2 separate regions of the Periophthalmus magnuspinnatus genome follow, and region 2 is linked to region 1. Evidence: chromatin contacts called from public Hi-C data. All regions are on one chromosome and are shown on one strand. The core of a region is the stretch at or near the end of the contact, and the rest is flanking DNA. Distances in the headings are between cores, read along the strand shown. Region 1 holds the start of castor1 (cytosolic arginine sensor for mTORC1 subunit 1). Region 2 holds the start of vsig10 (V-set and immunoglobulin domain containing 10).

Region 1 (3,240 bases), core at 524-3,023:
GAACAAAAACTCTCTCCAAATAATGTGATTTACTACAAACCTATAAGAGAGCGGAGTTTTGTGCAGCTGTTTGTTTTTTATGCAGCAGATTCACCAAAACATCGACTTGTGCTGGAGATTTAACGCTGATAACGATAAAAAGACCAAATATCGGCCCCGTGAAGCCGTCCGTCTCTGGTTCAAATCACGGAGATACTTTCTAATTTTGATCCTTGAAACGACACCATCAGCAAATCACAAAGTGTCACCATCATTTCTTCCACAAACAACAAAATTCAATCACAAACAGCATCTTTTTGTGCATAAAAACTGCTCAGTTTGTGCTTTAGATCTGCACAAACACGTTCTTATCCGACGTGATCTTTATGTTTGTTCGTGTTTAAGATGTAAAACTTTGAACAGATCCTATAATTAAAACTATTTTCAATCCAAACGGTCCAGCCCTGGTTCAGACTCTTCACTCGCTTCAACACGTCCCACAGTCGTCGTGAAATAGTAAATGTTTAAATCCCTGAGTCTTTTTAGTGTCAAACAGCCGTATTATTCCGCCGCAGAGGTCGAACGGCTCGTTACAGTCGGATGTGATACACTGAACACAACAGCTGCTCTTCAACCACAGTCAGTTATCCCAGAAGAGGGGCCAGAGCCGGGGCCAGAGCCGGGGCCAGAGCCGGGGCCAGAGCCGGGGCCAGAGCCGGGGCTCATCTATGAGGGGGGAGTCGGTCCAAGCAATAAACAATTACATAACAAAGGCTGGATATCAGGGATTAGGAGAAAAGCTAATGCAGGGATGAGATGTGGCCACCTGCCTGAACACTGTGGAATCACTGGAAAAAAGCAACAGACAGACATTTTACTGCTTTTGTTATTGATTTATAGATTTATCTGAGTGATTTGGAGACAGAAGAGGCAGATTTGAGTAGAAAAAAACCCACTCATAACAGTTTAGTTCAATGCTCAAAGCTTTGGACCGGAGTAAAAACACAAAACACTGCTGTAGTTTTATGTGAATGACAGAAATCAAAGTTTGAACACGTCAGTCTGAGGATGTTAAACTGTAACAGGCTCAAAACACGACTGGGCTTCAGAATATTTAGACAACCCAACAGAAATCTGAGTTTAACTTCAGGATAAACGTGACATGACGGATTTGTGATGGTGTTAAATGTGTTAATTCTTCAGAAGAACATGCACAAAGAGAGAAATCTGAGAAATCTGTGCTTCAAACATTTAGTGAAGGTCAAAATGTTTTTAAAAAAAGCCTTAAATGTAAATGTTCAAACAGGCAGGGACAAAAAGCAGCTGATTTAGAGCATGTTTGATTCTGTGCAGAGTGAGCCATGGAGGAGTCACTGTGCATGTGCAGACAAACACACACAGACAGACACACACACACACACACACACACACACACACTGAAGGAGGCGTGCACTGAGCTTCTCCTTCAGCCTTACGTGACTCAACTCTTCTTCTGTCACGTCTGAAACGCTGGAGTCGTGTCTTACCGCGTCCTGTTCCGCAGAAATATGAGTTTAATCAAAGGATGCGTAAAGTTGACTATTCCGCTCTTGGAGAGGCTGGTGACGCGCAGCCTGTGGTCCAAAATGTGCAGCTCCATGTCCGCAGCGGCGCAGCTCTGGCGCCTGCAGCTTTTCTGAACCGAGCGACGCGTTTTAAGACACAAACATGAGACAAAACATGACTAAAAAACGAGAAAACCCGCGTGTCCAGGTCTGAGGATCCGAGTGCGTCTCTGCGCGTCTCCACAAAACCCAAAAAAAACATCCCACGCCCCTTTTAACTACTGTATATGCAAATGAACAGGGCCCGGACACGCCCCCTGTCTTAAAGAGACACGCCGCGCACGTGGGACAGCCGTTCAGAACCACTTCCGGTCAAATGCCCTTCAGAATAAAGGCGAATGTGCTTTTATTGTGGAGGGAGTTTGCAGTTTGTTTAAAAAATGTCTTTAAAATGTGCAGTAAAAATGTCCCCAAAATGCACTCAAAATGTACAGTTAAAATGTCCTCAGACTGTCCTCAGATTGTCCTCAGACTGTCCTCAGATTGTCCTCAGATTGTCCTCAGACTGTCCTCAGATTGTCCTCAGACTGTCCTCAGATTGTCCTCAGATTGTCCTCAGATTGTCCTCAGACTGTCCTCAGATTGTCCTCAGATTGTCCTCAGATTGTCCTCAGACTGTCCTCAGATTGTCCTCAGATTGTCCTCAGATTGTCTTCAGATTGTCCTCCTGCAGTGATTATTTTCTGTGATTCAAAGTTTGATTTTATTTGTTGTTTTTGTTTAAAGAAGAAGCTGTGACATCACAGACAAATCTACAGACACATTTAACGTGCTCTAGGTTCTTTTTGGTTCATTTTCCACAGTGTGGCATTAATCGTGTCTTCACACAAACAGGTTACAGGTCAGGTTTGTGGAGAGGCGACCTCACTCACTGTAAGAAGGATGTTTTTAACAGGATTTTATCTTTAAATTAAACAGAACAGTTTATGGAGACAAACAAGTGGCTAATTCCACCAGAAAAGTTACATAATGCAGCTTTAATGGAATAAAAACACATGGTGCAGGTTTAACCGTCTGTGTTAGACGATTTTAATCAAACACAATCACATTTTATTCACTTTCACAATAAAAAACAAAACTTGACACGACTTTAAAATGACCTGAAGTTTTCCTCTTTCCCCTCTCCTCTCTCTCTTCTCCCCTCTCTCCTCTCGTTCCTCTCCTCGTTCCTCTCATTTTCCAGACTGTTATTGCAGAGGTGAGGTCTCTCCTCTCCCCCCTCCTCTCCTCTCTCTCCTCTCCTCTTGTTCCTCTCCTCTCTCTTCTCTCCTCTCCTTCCTCTCCTCTCTTCTCCTTTCTCCTCTCTCTCCTCTCCTCTCGTTCCTCTCCTTCCTCTCCTCTGTTATTGCAGAGGTGAGGTCTCTCCTCTCTCCTCTCCTCTCTCCTCTCTCTCCTCTCCTCTCGTTCCTCTCGTTCCTCTCCTCTGTTATTGCAGGGGTGAGGTCTTTGTGGGGATCATTATTCGAGACTCCATTCTCCTGATCAGAGGAACTGAAAGAAAAAGAAACAAACCAAACATTAAACAGATGAGAGTGTTTTTATAGATAAATGTAAAACAGAAAACACAAACAGTCATAAGACGTCATAAAAAACACTATAGTGCAACAAAACCTGCATATCAACAACAACAACAACAACCACAAAAATAACAAAAAAA
Region 2 (3,240 bases), core at 426-2,925, 220 kb after region 1:
CGTGCAAAAATATCGAAATATCAATATATTGTATCATTCATTTTGGTGTATCATTCATCAAAGGTGTAGGCGTCATAAGCTTAGGCTTCTGCCTATTCCTTTTTCAGACTTTGTGTACTTTGATTTGCTTTTGTGGACTTAAGACAGAAATGTCTGAAACAAACAAATAAATAACAAATAACAAATAACAAATGATACAGTATCGATATCGTGAGCTGCTGTATCAATATATTTTTTGTATATTTTACCAAATGATTCTGTCAATGTTATATTTTTGTGTGTTGTTTTGAGTAAAGAGACTCATTTATGCAGAACATTTGTCGTTTAATTCACTGTTCTGATTAAAAGGTTTATTTCATATTAACTTTGGTTTGACTCAGACTTTTAGTCTCAGTTGTTTTAGTCGATGTTGTTTTAGTCGATGTTGTGTGGTTAAACTGCACATGTCTCTGTGTAAATGTGGAGCTCGTATAAACTGAATAAAACCGACACATGGAACAGTCTGATGTGTTTTTATCGTTGGTAAAAAAGCACAAAACAAAATGGACTTTGTGTTTATTCATCTTGATTAAACATAAAAGCTGCATTAATGTTTATTTTTGTGAAAATGGAGCTGATCATTAAGGGTCACGAAAGCCGAGATTTTTCACTGAATCGTATTGTATCAAATCGAAAAAGTACAGTATCGAGATCCGTATCGTATCGTCATGAATGATCTCAGCTTTAGTTTAAACCTATAATTACAGAAGAGCCGAGGCAGAGACTCATCTGGACACAAAGTGAACACGGCTCCTTCACATTTAAAGACTCTGATGTTTTATGTTTTTTAAATGTTCTACTTGATAAACTTGTTTCTCTTGTGGCCTTTTCTGTCTCTGGTCCAGATTTGTTTGCGCATGCGCCTTACACCAGAGCACGTTTGTTTTGATGAAAAATGTAAAAGTGTAAAAGTGTAAAAGTGTAAAACTCTGGACTCACTGGCCACCTGCAGCTGCACTTTGGCGTGGTAGGTGTAGTTCCCGGGCAGGGTGGAGGCGCACAGATACACCGCCTCATCTCCGACCTCCACGGCCCCGATGCTCAAACTCCCATTAGGTAGCACTGAGAGCCGGCTCTCACGGCTCCCACGGCTCTCACGGCTCCCGGGACCGCCTGACGTGTTCAGAGGCGCAGAAACACCTCCACTGATGATTTCTTTTCCATTTTTCATCCACGAGGTCACGGCTGGAGTCACGTTCCCTGCGCTGTAACACGGAAGTATAGCCACGTCTCCAGGAGCCGCTGTCACAACCGAGTCCGTGGATTCTTCACCTGAAACCGCTGCGAAACACACACGAAACCCACTGAGGACGCGTGACACAGCAAAGCCTGAGCTAAACGTGCCGTAAAACTCACCTGTGGAGCAGAAACACAGCAGCAGAAAAGGAAAAGCTCTGGCGCTCATGGTGACATCGCCTCACGCGCGTAAACAAAAGGCTCCCGGCTGAAACCTGTCTGACTACTCCACCTGTGTGCGCGCAGGTGAGCGCTGTGGAACAGACATGCCTCCACCCGTGACACAGGACACCGCAGCACAGCTCAGAGAGTGGATCAGGGTCACGGGGACAGGTCTGGGCCCGTGCGTAAAGGCTTTGGGTCCGTGCGTAAAAGGCGGACAGAGTTTAGCAGCTGCTCCAAAAACTGGACACGAATAAGCCCCACCCTGATGATACCTGCTTAAAGGAGCAGGGCAACAGGCATTTCCACTCGAGTCACCTGTGGGGCTTTAGGCTGTGGCAGCACTGGCTCCTGGACTGGAGTTTCACTGGTGAAATCCCACGAAAGAAATGAAAAGTGAATGAAATCTGTCCCTGATTCATGTGGTCACGGTCTGAGTCTGTGCAGCCTCATTAAAGTTGCACTCTGTAACATTCTATAAAGTATAAAGTCTGTAACATTCCACAGACACAAGGGTTTACACTGTGTCTGTGGGATGTGTTGTCTGTTCCATGGTATAAACTTCTGACCTTGTGTTTACAGGGTTTTTTTTACTCAAAAAGACTAAAAAAAAAACATGTATTCTTACTGTGAGCGGCTCGCCTCTCCACAGATCTGACCTGTAACTTGGTCTGGCAGTGTGCATCCCCATGGAAATGTGCTTAAAGGCATTCTACAGAAGATTCCAGATAAATGTATTTTTATTTTATTACTTATTTATTTATATATCTTTTTAAATGTCTTTGTATTTGTCCGTCAAAAGGCACATTATTATTATTACATGTTATTATTACTACATGTGTGTTTTATCCTTACTGTCTATTTATTTATTTTTCTTTTTTTATTTATTTATGTTATTTATGTTATTTATTGTTTATTTAAATGTCTTCTTTGTATTTGTCCATTAAAAAAAGACCTGGGGAAACAGGACGTGTGTGACATCAACACAAAAACGTGATCACATGTTTGAAATGATTCTGCATTTTAATAAATTATTTATAAAGACAAAGAACAAGTCAAAATGTCGACAATAAATGAAGTTTAGGCACAATCTGAAAACAGTGTAAACAAACACACACAGACGCACACACACCAACACACACAGACACACAAACACACACACAAACACATAAACACACATAAACACACACACAAACACATAAACACACATAAACACACATCGGTCACATTTGAATGATATTTACATGATTCCTTTTTAACTTTATGTACAAATATTTCCAGGTTGATTCACTGAGTCTGGACCAAAAATTTAATTAAATCGTTAAAAATCTGAACGACTCTGGATCAAATATTTGTGTTTGTTTTTTGTCTCATTCGTCGTTAAGGCAAAACAAAGAATCACAAAAATTTACAAAAACTTACAAAAGTATCACATTTAATGAGAAAGAAAGTTTTTTTTGTTAATTTTATTAAATCACTGATGTGTCGCCTGAGACACAGAAAACGTCCAGACTTAACACACAGTCTGGACACAGAGGAGTCTGGACACACAGTCTGGACACACAGAGTCTGGACACAGAGTCTGGACACACAGTCTGGACACACAGAGTCTGGACTCAGAGGAGTCTGGACACACAGTCTGGACACACAGAGTCTGGACACAGAGTCTGGACACACAGTCTGGACACACAGAGTCTGGACTCAGAGGAGTCTGGACACACAGAGTCTGGACTCAGAGTCTGGACACACAGTCTGGACACTGAGTCTGGACACACAGTCTGGACACACAGAGTCTGGACACAC

What was found. Hi-C and Micro-C count contacts between places; a contact is called where the count stands out from the background.
Region 2: a contact with region 1 is called in a Hi-C map of muscle, with 10 times the contacts expected there. The contact joins the promoter of vsig10 here to the promoter of castor1 in region 1. A contact is called at or near these places in 2 of 2 Hi-C or Micro-C datasets (muscle and muscle and gill).

Annotation. Positions count from the first base shown.
Region 1 is chr9:35,639,184-35,642,423 of fPerMag1.2.pri, forward strand. castor1 (cytosolic arginine sensor for mTORC1 subunit 1) reads right to left here and starts at 1,774. Exons shown (of 9, transcript XM_033972754.2): 1 at 1,506-1,774. The coding sequence starts at 1,618. It overlaps nipsnap1 (nipsnap homolog 1 (C. elegans)), which reads right to left. Exons shown (of 10, transcript XM_033972918.2): 10 at 2,980-3,074. The coding sequence ends at 3,010.
Region 2 is chr9:35,860,241-35,863,480 of fPerMag1.2.pri, forward strand. It overlaps vsig10 (V-set and immunoglobulin domain containing 10), which reads right to left and starts at 1,676. Exons shown (of 9, transcript XM_033973005.2): 1 at 1,396-1,676; 2 at 979-1,320. The coding sequence starts at 1,444. It overlaps LOC117376505 (G-protein coupled receptor-associated protein LMBRD2B-like), which reads right to left. Exons shown (of 18, transcript XM_033973004.2): 18 at 2,445-3,240.